Linked DNA regions of Mus musculus: region 2 is linked to region 1. The links are chromatin contacts, called in public promoter capture Hi-C maps. All regions are on one chromosome and are shown on one strand. The core of a region is the stretch at or near the end of the contact, and the rest is flanking DNA. Distances in the headings are between cores, read along the strand shown. Region 1 holds the start of Best1 (bestrophin 1). Region 2 has its middle 10 kb from the start of Fads1.

What was found. Promoter capture Hi-C pulls out the DNA fragments that hold promoters and counts their contacts.
Region 2: a contact with region 1 is called in a promoter capture Hi-C map of hematopoietic stem and progenitor cells, with 2.4 times the contacts expected there. A contact is called at or near these places in 11 of 39 promoter capture datasets (the C10 cell line, the HPC-7 cell line, HPC-7-derived erythroid cells and 7 more), 1 of 484 Hi-C or Micro-C datasets (bone marrow-derived macrophages), 6 of 130 datasets of targeted methods (the 230-238 cell line, astrocytes, craniofacial prominence and 3 more) and 4 of 9 other capture datasets (adipose tissue, liver, macrophages and 1 more).

What each region holds. Positions count from the first base shown.
Region 1 is chr19:9,999,692-10,004,554 of GRCm38.p6, reverse strand. Best1 (bestrophin 1) reads left to right here and starts at 2,922. Exons shown (of 12, transcript NM_011913.2): 1 at 2,922-3,097. It also overlaps a transcript of Rab3il1 not described here.
Region 2 is chr19:10,170,461-10,175,323 of GRCm38.p6, reverse strand. It overlaps the pseudogene Gm50359. Among named protein-coding and RNA genes, the nearest start is that of Fads1, 10 kb to the left of the region's middle.

The sequences.
Region 1 (4,863 bases), core at 1,673-4,172:
AGGCACCTTGCAATGGTTTGCTATAATTGCCAACTTGACACAGTCTTGAATCACGTGGGAAGAGAGTGTCAGGTTGATCCGTGGCCATGCCTGTGGGGGTCTCTTGGTTATATTAGTTGATATGGGAAGACCCAGGCTGAAAATGGGAGCTCTCATTTTCTGGGTTTGGAATCTGAACTGCATAAGAGCTGAGAAAGAGCGGAGCAGTTGCCATGGTCATCCGTTTTTTTTCTCTGCTCCTGGCTATAGATATGACTGGCTGCTTCAAATTCTGACTGCCTTGACTTCCCTGAAATGATGGGTTTTATTCCAGGTCATACTGTGACCTGGAATCATAAGTCAGACAAGGCCTCCTCCCCAGAAGGGCTCTTGTCAGGTGTTTCAGCACAGCATCAGAAATGAACCAAAACCACAGCCTAAAAACCTAAGTCCAAAAACACACACTTCTGTTTTACTTTTGCTTATTTGCTTGTGTGTGTGCTTGTGTATGCAGTGGGGGGTGGGGGAGGGGAAGATTGGTGCACATGTACCATGGAGCACATGTAGAATCAGAGGACAAATTGTGGGAGTAACTTCTCTCCTTCCACTTGTGGATTCTGAGGATTGAATTGAGGTCATCTTACTCACCAAGCCTACCTCCCACTTTCTGATTCCAAAGCAGTATGCCTACCCACTGCCTTCCGCTGTATAAACCAGGGCCTGCTGGTGCATGCCTGTCATTCTATGAGGCAAGCTGGCTAAGCTAGACTAGGACTAGGCAGAATTGGTGAGCTCTGGGTTCAGCAAGAGATCTTGTCTCAATTAATGAAGTAGAGCCACTGAGGAAGACACTGACATTGACCTAGGGCTTCAATATGAATGCACACATATGTACTCATATACATATTACACATATATACACACACAAAAAAAAAACCAAATCAAAACAAGTGTAGTATTGGCCTCAGGACAGACACAGAGGTCAATGGAATTGAGCAGACTCTCCAGAAATAGATACATCTGTCACAAATTGATCTTTAACAATGATGCCAAACCCATTCAATGAAGGAAACAAACAGCACATGGGCAGCTGGGTACCCATATGTCTCAGTGGCCTTGGACCTTTACCTCACACTCTCCACAAAAAGGAATCCAAAATATATCAGATCTTAACTGTATCAGCAAAAATCATAAAATTCTCAGAATAGATTCAGCCAGGTCAAAATTCATGAACATTAAAGTTTTATGTGTTCAAGAACATTCTCAACTAAGTATAAAGAGGTCTGGGTGTCGCTCAGTTGGTAGAGTGCTTGCCTGGCATGCAAGAAACCTTGGTTCAATCCCCAGCACTGCATAAGTTGGGCCTGCAATCTTAACACTTAGGAAACGGGCAAAGGATAATTAGGGGTTCAAGGTCATCTTCAGATACACATCAGGTTCAAGGCCTGTGTCAACAGCAAACAAACAAAAGAACGCAGTGCTTTTGAAATGAAAACAGTAATGGACTTTTCTCTCTCTCACCATCGCCCGAAGCCAACCTCTCAACCCAGGTTGTACACCTGACTCAGATGTAGATAACAGTGCTTGCGGTCAAGGCTTAGTTTGATTCGTGAGACCCACAAGCTGGAAGGAGAGAACCAACTCCTGAAAGTTGTCCTCTGACCTCCGAATGTGTACTGTGGTATTCAAGCACACACACACACACACACACACACACACACACACACACCAATAAGTAAACAAAACTAAAAAAAAAAAAATGAAATGCAGATTATGACTGAGGAGGTCTGGGGTGGAAGCCTCAGATCCTTGCATCTCTAACAATCTGTTGTATAGTGTGTGTGTGTGTGTGCTCAGGGGCCTCAGTGTGTGTGTGTGTGTGTTGTATAGTGTGTGTGCGTGCTAAGGGGCCTCAGTGTAAGAGTCCATGTTCTAAGAGGAAATAGACAGGCAAAGCAATTCACTGAGGCTGAGGAGCCCACAGAGAAAAAGGCTTTTGCTGCTTGATATCCCCCAAGGAACTTGGACTATGTAGTAGGTCTTTGTATCAAGAATTCAGTCAACTGTGGCTCACCAGTTAAGAGCAATGGCTCTTCTTCCGGAGGACCTGACTTTGATCTCCAGCACCCACATGTTGACTCACAACCATCTGAAACTCAAGTCTCAAGGGATACTGTGCCCTCTTCTGGCTGCATCAGGTACCAGGCATGCATATGTTATACAGATAAACACCTATACACATAAGACCAAAAACTAAATACATACATACATACATACATACATACATACATACAAACAAATAAATTCACTGAACAGATGGGGATTTGGTGAGAGGTAAGGGTAGGGTCAGGTCCTCACCTGGCTGGTAGCTGCAGGGTGGAGTCCATGAAGCACCACACGACTAGAGATCCTAGCTTTCCCCCAGGTTGTGCTGAGTTCTCACCATGTGTCTCTTTCTGGGTTGGTTCTGGTCTATTCTGTATTATTTCATTGCTATCTGTGGGATATGGCTTGGTGGTGCTGGGACTTGTCTCCCAGCCTTTCCCTGTCTCACCTTATCCCTGTTGCCCCTCTGAAAAGGTCAGAGGTTATTATGCCAGTCTCCCAGAGCTTTAGCAATGAGAGCTGCTTCGTGTCAGGAAAGAGGTATTGACTGTCTTCCTTCCTGTCCCTGGAGTGGCACTATATGTCCTCTGCCTCCCTGTCCAGCTGTGTTAATCCACCTCTTGGTTTCTTCCCTGTTTATTCTGTGATTGGCCCAGAGGAGGAGAGTGGGCTAGCAGGCACCCTATGCAGAACCTGGAGACAGCAGCCAGGTCTGCCAGGCCCAGCCCAGGGCCTACTGCTTACTGCCCTCTGCCAAGTCTGGTCCTCTTCTACCTGCCTGGCAAAGGTCAGGCCCTCTGTGATGCTCTTGTTGCCATGGCGATCTTAGATGAGGAGGCTGTAATGTTCTGGGTCCAGAACCTTCACCCATCAGCCCTATGTGCTCTGCTTGCTCCCTGACATGACTCTCTACCAGAGGGCTAGAGAGCATGGGCTCTGCTACCATCAAAGTCTTCTCTGCACACCCTTCATTCCTCAGACCTCCCTTCAAACCCTACAGAAACCCTAACAGGTAAGCCTCAGGCCCCAGGTAACCCTCCTCCAGGGCAGAGGTCATGGTTCGTGGTAGAAAGGGCCCAGGACCCAAACTTAGAAGACTTTAGGTCCCGGGTCCTAGTCCTGGTTCATTGGTAGTGATGTGGCCTTGGCCAAAAGGTCTGCCTTGAGCACCAGTGTCACCTGAGTGTTTTACACTCAACAGTCCCTCGGCAATGCCTCAGTGACTTGCCGTGGGCTGTTCTTATGTGCTTACATCTTCTCGGCTCAGTGAGCTTCTACTCCTGCTTCAAACACCAACTCCAGAGCTCCCACTCTGTAGGCTTCCCTGGCCTCTCAGACACTCTCACTCCCATTCTCTGCTGGAGGTTTTAAATATTTTTTTTTAGAGTCTCTCAACTCTTGTCTTCTTAGAGGCAGGAGTTAGAACAGATTCTACCCTGGTATCAGAGATGTTTTGTTGAATAACTTCTTGTGGGATGGAAAGGGAGAGTGGTCTTGGCTGCGCTGGGCACTCTCCTTGTAGGAGGTTATTCTGGGGTCCTGTATCCAGGTATGTCTTGGGCTTTACTGTATACCTGAGGCCTGTCTGGTTGACTGGAGACACATTTGTGTTTGAGGCCCGTGGGACACCATGTCTTATGTTTGAATGTGCTTAGAGTTGTGTGGGTCTAGGAGCAGATTGTTCACAGTGTCTCTGGAGACATCTTGAGACTGGAAGAAGCAGAGAGCAGCACTAGCAAGTGAAGAACTGGTTAACGGTGAAGAACTGGGCTTCACAGAAAACCAAAGAAGTTCTCCAGCACTTCCCAGCTCTTCTAAAATACTATGTAGCTACTGGTAATGGTCAAGGAGATAACGGCGACTTCCAAAGACAACTTTGATGATCACTGACACCTGAACAACTGGACTAGGCTTCCCTGGCAAGAACTAAGTCAATGGTGACCTCTAGTGACCAACATAAGGGATGCAGGAGTCCATTAAGGCAGTGTTTAAGGCAGTGTTTACAGGTGTTTTGTTTTGAACTACTCTGCTAGAAACATATTCAACTTTAATTAAATATATATTTATTGGACTGGGATTTATCTCAGTGGGAGGAGTTCTTGCCTGGTGTGCATGAAACCCTGCACTGGATCCCCAGCACTTATCTGTTGGATATGGTGGCTCACATCTGTAATCTCAGCTCTCAGGAAGTACAGAGAGAAGTGTTAGAATTTCATGGTCCTGGGCTACATAGAAAGTTCAAAGCTATCCTGAGCTACATGAGAACACACCTCAATGTAGACTCTGTGTGTGTGTGTGTGTGTGTGTGTGTGTGTGTGTGTGTGAGAGAGAGAGAGAGAGAGAGAGAGAGAGAGAGAGAGAGAGAACACCTATTAGATAGCAAGCTCTCTTGTGAAGGTCAGTATGTATTGAAGAAAAGAGGAGAAACAGGTAGGAGCCCACAGAGATTCTCGGTCCAGCTGTACATTACAATGGAAAACCCGCACCTGGGCAAGTTGGGTCTGCCCCTGCCCAGTGGGGCGCAGGCAGCACTGGGTCTGCCCCTGCCCAGTGGGGCGCAGGCAGCACTGGGTCTGCCCCTGCCCAGTGGGGCGCAGGCAGCATTGGGTTTGACTTTGCAGATCCTCCCCAGGCCTGCCGTGTCTATCACTCTCACTCTCATCTTGCAGTAAGTGAGCCAGCACTTATTCTCACCCTCTTTTCAGATGAAAAGACATTCACAACTGTCCTGTCCCTTCTCTGTCCAATTAAGGACAGGGACAGAGTGGCAGGGAGGGG
Region 2 (4,863 bases), core at 859-3,358, 170 kb before region 1:
TCCCAACTCTTCCCAATTCCTCAACTAGCTGGTAAAAGCCCCCTACTGTCACCGCTCCCCTGGGTAGCTGATAATAAAACCTCTTGCAGTTTGCATCAGGTGTGGTTTTCTCTCATTGGGGTGCTGGCCAGCTCATCCCTGGACTTGAGCAGAGGCCCAGCTTCGAGGGTCTTCCGTGACCTACCCTCCCCACATTTTGCACAGTGCTTTGCAGATTTCTGGACTGGGAAGGAGGACTTGTGTGGTTCCGAGTGCTGAATGGAGGTGCATGTTGTCACTGATGCCTTGTTGTGGATTCCAGGAAGGGGTTTTGTTCAAGGTAACTAACTGTCCCCACATCTGACATCATCTTCAAAAACACATTTTAAACCTTTGGGTAATTAGATTCCCAACTTGGACCTTCCAAGAAGAACACTACTGCCTAACAGCAATGGGTGACAATAGCAGGGTGTGCCTTACTTTGATAACTAGGTAACTTCATTAAGACTATCCTCCATTTGTAAGCACTGCTGATTCCCGCTGTATTTAAGATGCTGGTGAAGAGCTCATGTCCTGTGTTAGATATGAAGATGTTTACGTCCTAGTTCTTGTTGTATATCACTCCTAAAATAGTATTTTAATCAAAAATAACCCTTTAAGGAGTTTTATTATGACCAAAGTTTCTATTTTTCCAAAAATTAAATACAAATAAATTGTCCATAAGTTTGCACCTAATAGATAAATTCAAATAAGTGGCAAATGTAACTCCAGGTGCCCTTTAAGAAAAAAAAAAAAAGTTAATACCGTGAGAGCGAGCCTTCAACATCTTGACAGTCCATTCTGGAATGCTGTAGAGAAGGCTATTCATTTTGATTTGGTTTCTTTCCCAGAGCTATGGAGGTGGGCTCGCATCACACCTGTAGCCATGATATTTAGCAGTGTGCAGACTGAGCTAGGCTGTGGTCTCTAAGCCATGTGAGCAGCAGCCGTGCAGCCTCACCAAGGCATCAGTCTGCACAGAGAGTTCCGGAAGGCTCTGTACTGCTTGTCCTCATCCTCTGCATTATGCTTGAGGTGAGCCGTCAGTCACTCCTAGAGGATAGCTAACCAGAGATGCCTGTTGCTCTTAGAATGTAGCCATTGCTGTCTGAGACAATTTCGCTGTTTATAAGAGACTTTCATCAAGGCTTGGTTCAAAGACAGGAGTTCAGGCAAGTGAAATTGAGGAAGTGGTGAAGGGCAAGCTGCTTGCCTGTGGCAGTGCCACTAGAATGCCCTGAAGTCTGTGTTTGTGAGCATAGCAGCATTACTCAAAATGTCATAGAATCTAGTTCTAGTTTTCTTTTTATCTGTTCCCCTAACATTACTGAAACAATACAGATGTTGAAGATATGCCTTGCCGATATGATATCAGCCTAGGGCCTCTGTCCTGGTCTGACCTCACAACTTTGATGCTATCTCCTCATATTCTGTCCCATGTCACTCATTGGCTCCTGTATTAACATAGTAATACCTTGCTTCTCTGTGCATTTAGCTGGGAATGTTCCCGGTATGGTGACCGGAATAAAGTTGTTTATTAATATGAAAAAAATAAAATAAAATTCATAAAAACGTTCCTAGATCCTCAGTTCCTCTTGAGTATTCCATGAGCAGAAGCCATTGCTGGGGAGAGGAGAGTCTTGGCAAGTGGTGTGGAAAGTGGAAGTGACTGCGGCTTTGCTGAGTCATCGCTCACTCTATAGTGGGTTTTTTTGTGTGGTGAAATTTTTTAAAAACAATATTTAATATTTACGTAAGTTTTATCATCATGTGTATGTCTGTGCACCACTTGTGTGTCTGGTGCCCCCAGAGACCAGAAGAAGGACTGGATTCCTTGGGACTGGAGCTACAGGTGGTTGTCAACTGCCAGGTAGATTTGGGGAATTGAACCCATGTCCTCTGAAAGAGCAGCCAGTGCTCTTAACTGCCAAGCCACCTCTCTAGCCTCTTGGGGTGGGCTGATCGGTAGTAGAGCTACCTGAATTGTCCATGTGCCTGTAAGTCACCCCTCACCCACTCACCCATGCTCCTTTAAGTAACTCCAGGAAACTGGCTGGCTTGCTAAGCCAGAGGTGGGTGTGATTGTTTGTTTGGTCACTGGTGCCTTATCTGGGGTGAGCAGACACTTGTGGGTCCCCAGGAAAAGTATTTGTTGGTAGCAAGTACTTACACGTCAAATACAGGTCTCAGCATTTTGCACATTTTTGTTCATTTCCTTCCTGTTGCAGAGGGAAAAACTAACCCAACCTCACTTACAGAGGAAGAAGTTGGGCTGGAGTAAGGTTAAATGTTGTGTCGCAGGGCTAAGGTAGCCGGGTACGGATTTGTACCTGAAGAACTCCTCAGCTCTGCCACCTTTTCTGATTTTGGGGTACTCTAATGGTGCCCTAAGAATGTCTAGTGTCATTTTAAAAAGTTATTTTATAGAATGTGCACAAGTGTTTGACTGCACATATGTCTGTGCAGAGTAAGTGTGCCTGTTCCCAGAGGAGATGGGAAGAGGGTGTCAGATCCCTTGGAACTGGAGTTAGAGATGTTATGAGCCACCATTTGGGCGTTGAGAGTTCCATACAAGAGCAACAAGTGCTCCTAACCATGGAACAATCTCTCCATCCCCCAGTGTCTATAGTTAAAATAACACCTGTGTTTACATACTATTCAGACAATTAACCCTAAGGAATTATTATTCCTCTTTGTTGTTGTTGTTGTTGTTAGTGTTTTTTTTTTTTTTCTTTTTTTTTTTTTTTCTTTTTTTTTGGTTTTTCGAGACAGGGTTTCTCTGTGTAGCCCTGGCTGTCCTCCTGGCACTCACTTTGTAGACCAGGCTGGCCTCGAACTCAGAAATCCGCCTGCCTCTGCCTCCTGAGTGCTGGGATTAAAGGCGTGCGCCACCACGCCCGGCTTTTGTTTTTTTTCAAGACAGGGTTTCTCTTTGTAGCCCTGACTGGTCTGGAACTCACTCTGTAGATCAGGCTGCCCTCTGTCTCACAGAGCTCCACTTGCTTCTGCCTCCGGAGTGCTGAGATTAAAGATGTGTGCCACCATTGCCTGCCTTCCCTCAGGAATCTTATCCTGGGAGAAGGAAAAGGCTGAAGCCTGGTGCCATCCAGGGGGAAGCTTATCTCCAGAAACAGATTTCACATGGTTCTGCAGAGAGACCAGAGTCTAGACAGTAGTGGTGGGCAAGGCCTCACCTGGACCAGGATGGCTGAGTTGTCATACATTTTACTTCTGCTTAAACCTGAACAACATGTCCCCAAGATGGATTTGGCAGTGTGGAGGGATGAGCAGGTGGTGAGTGGGAGGGTTCTGCACTTCTTTGTTCCTCTTCCCAGTGTGGCCACAATGAGTCAATTTCCCTTGTCTGATTTTCACTATTAATAGTATATTTAATAAACCTGTTGAAGAAGGGTAGTTGGCCTGGTTTGTTAGTGCTGCCAGGACCCAGGCTCTGACTTGGACGACTTTAAGAACTCTCACAACAATTCCAAGGGAAAGAAACAGGACTCAATCAAGTATCATATGTAAACTTCAGACCTTGGCACCTATGAGAGGCGACACAAAACAGGCTAAGGAGAAGCTTGGCATTCTCTGCAGACGAGCGTATCTCCAATCTATTGATGAGAGAATCGACCCAGAACAAGGAGGGGACTTTCTACCTTCCGTTGGGCAAATTCAGTGTTCCAACTTCCTGTAAAGATACCATGAATGGGCTTAAGAACGACAGTCAGTCCCTGCGGCTGCCCCTCTGAAATGGCAGTACATCTTTCTACAAACCTTTGAGCAACAATTTGGCAACTGAAACAGAGCTGTAAACTGGTCTGTGATCCTTTGAGGGAGTAATTGCACTCCTGGGAAAGTAGGGGGTGGAGAGGCTACACAAAGGTGAAAAAATTAGTATGCTTAGCAGCAGAAGTTGGAAACAGCCCCAAGTTCTGACCATAAGAAAATTCCTCCACTCTCTAGAACAGGCCAGCATGGTGAGAATGAAGGAACACGTTTAAATGGCCAGGCTGAGAGCTATATTGACATGTAGAAATAGAATAGAAATCAAAGGAGTCTGGACTTCTGGGTTACAATGACATAAGAAGACATAGTCCTTGATTAAATGTTCATGAGTTCTTATTGTTGTTTTCCATGCTAGAGATTGATTGACCCCCATGCACTGTGCGTGCTCGGCAAGTGTTCTTCTACTGAGCTATATCCTCAGCCGTGATTAACCTTTTTGGGAAAAAAAAAATAGTTTGACAGACTTATTTAAAACTTTACAAATGTCCTCAGTGGTTCTGTGCCTAAAATTATTGTAAAGTTTTCATATATGAATATATTATACACTGGGCAACTTTCTCACAGCTCTCCCTCCTCCCTTAACATACCCCCCCTTCCCCAGTTAGATTCCTTTCTTTCCCTAGACACTTTCACTTTTACTTTGTTTGGCCTTGGGAGGGTGATATCAGAGCTTTCCACTTTCCTCTTTGAGGCAGGGTCTCTCACTGAGCTTGTCAATTTAGTTAGACTGGCAGGCCAGGAAGCCTCAGGGAGCCTCCTGTCTCCACCTTTCCAGCACTGGAATTACGGAGGGTAAACCACTGTGACCAGGCTTTTTAAGTGGTGCCAGAGATCAAATTCCAGTCCCCAAGCTTCCATGGCAACCACATCACTATGGAACCACCTCCCTAGCCCTTGATTCTACTTTCCTGTTTCACATATGCCATAGATGATTTTATGCAACTATGTCAAATCTAGGAGCCACCAGCAGGAAAAGGCATGTTGTTTGTCTTTCTGAGATTGGTTAATCTACTTAATAGGATTATCTCCAATTAAATCTATTTTCCTAAAAATAAC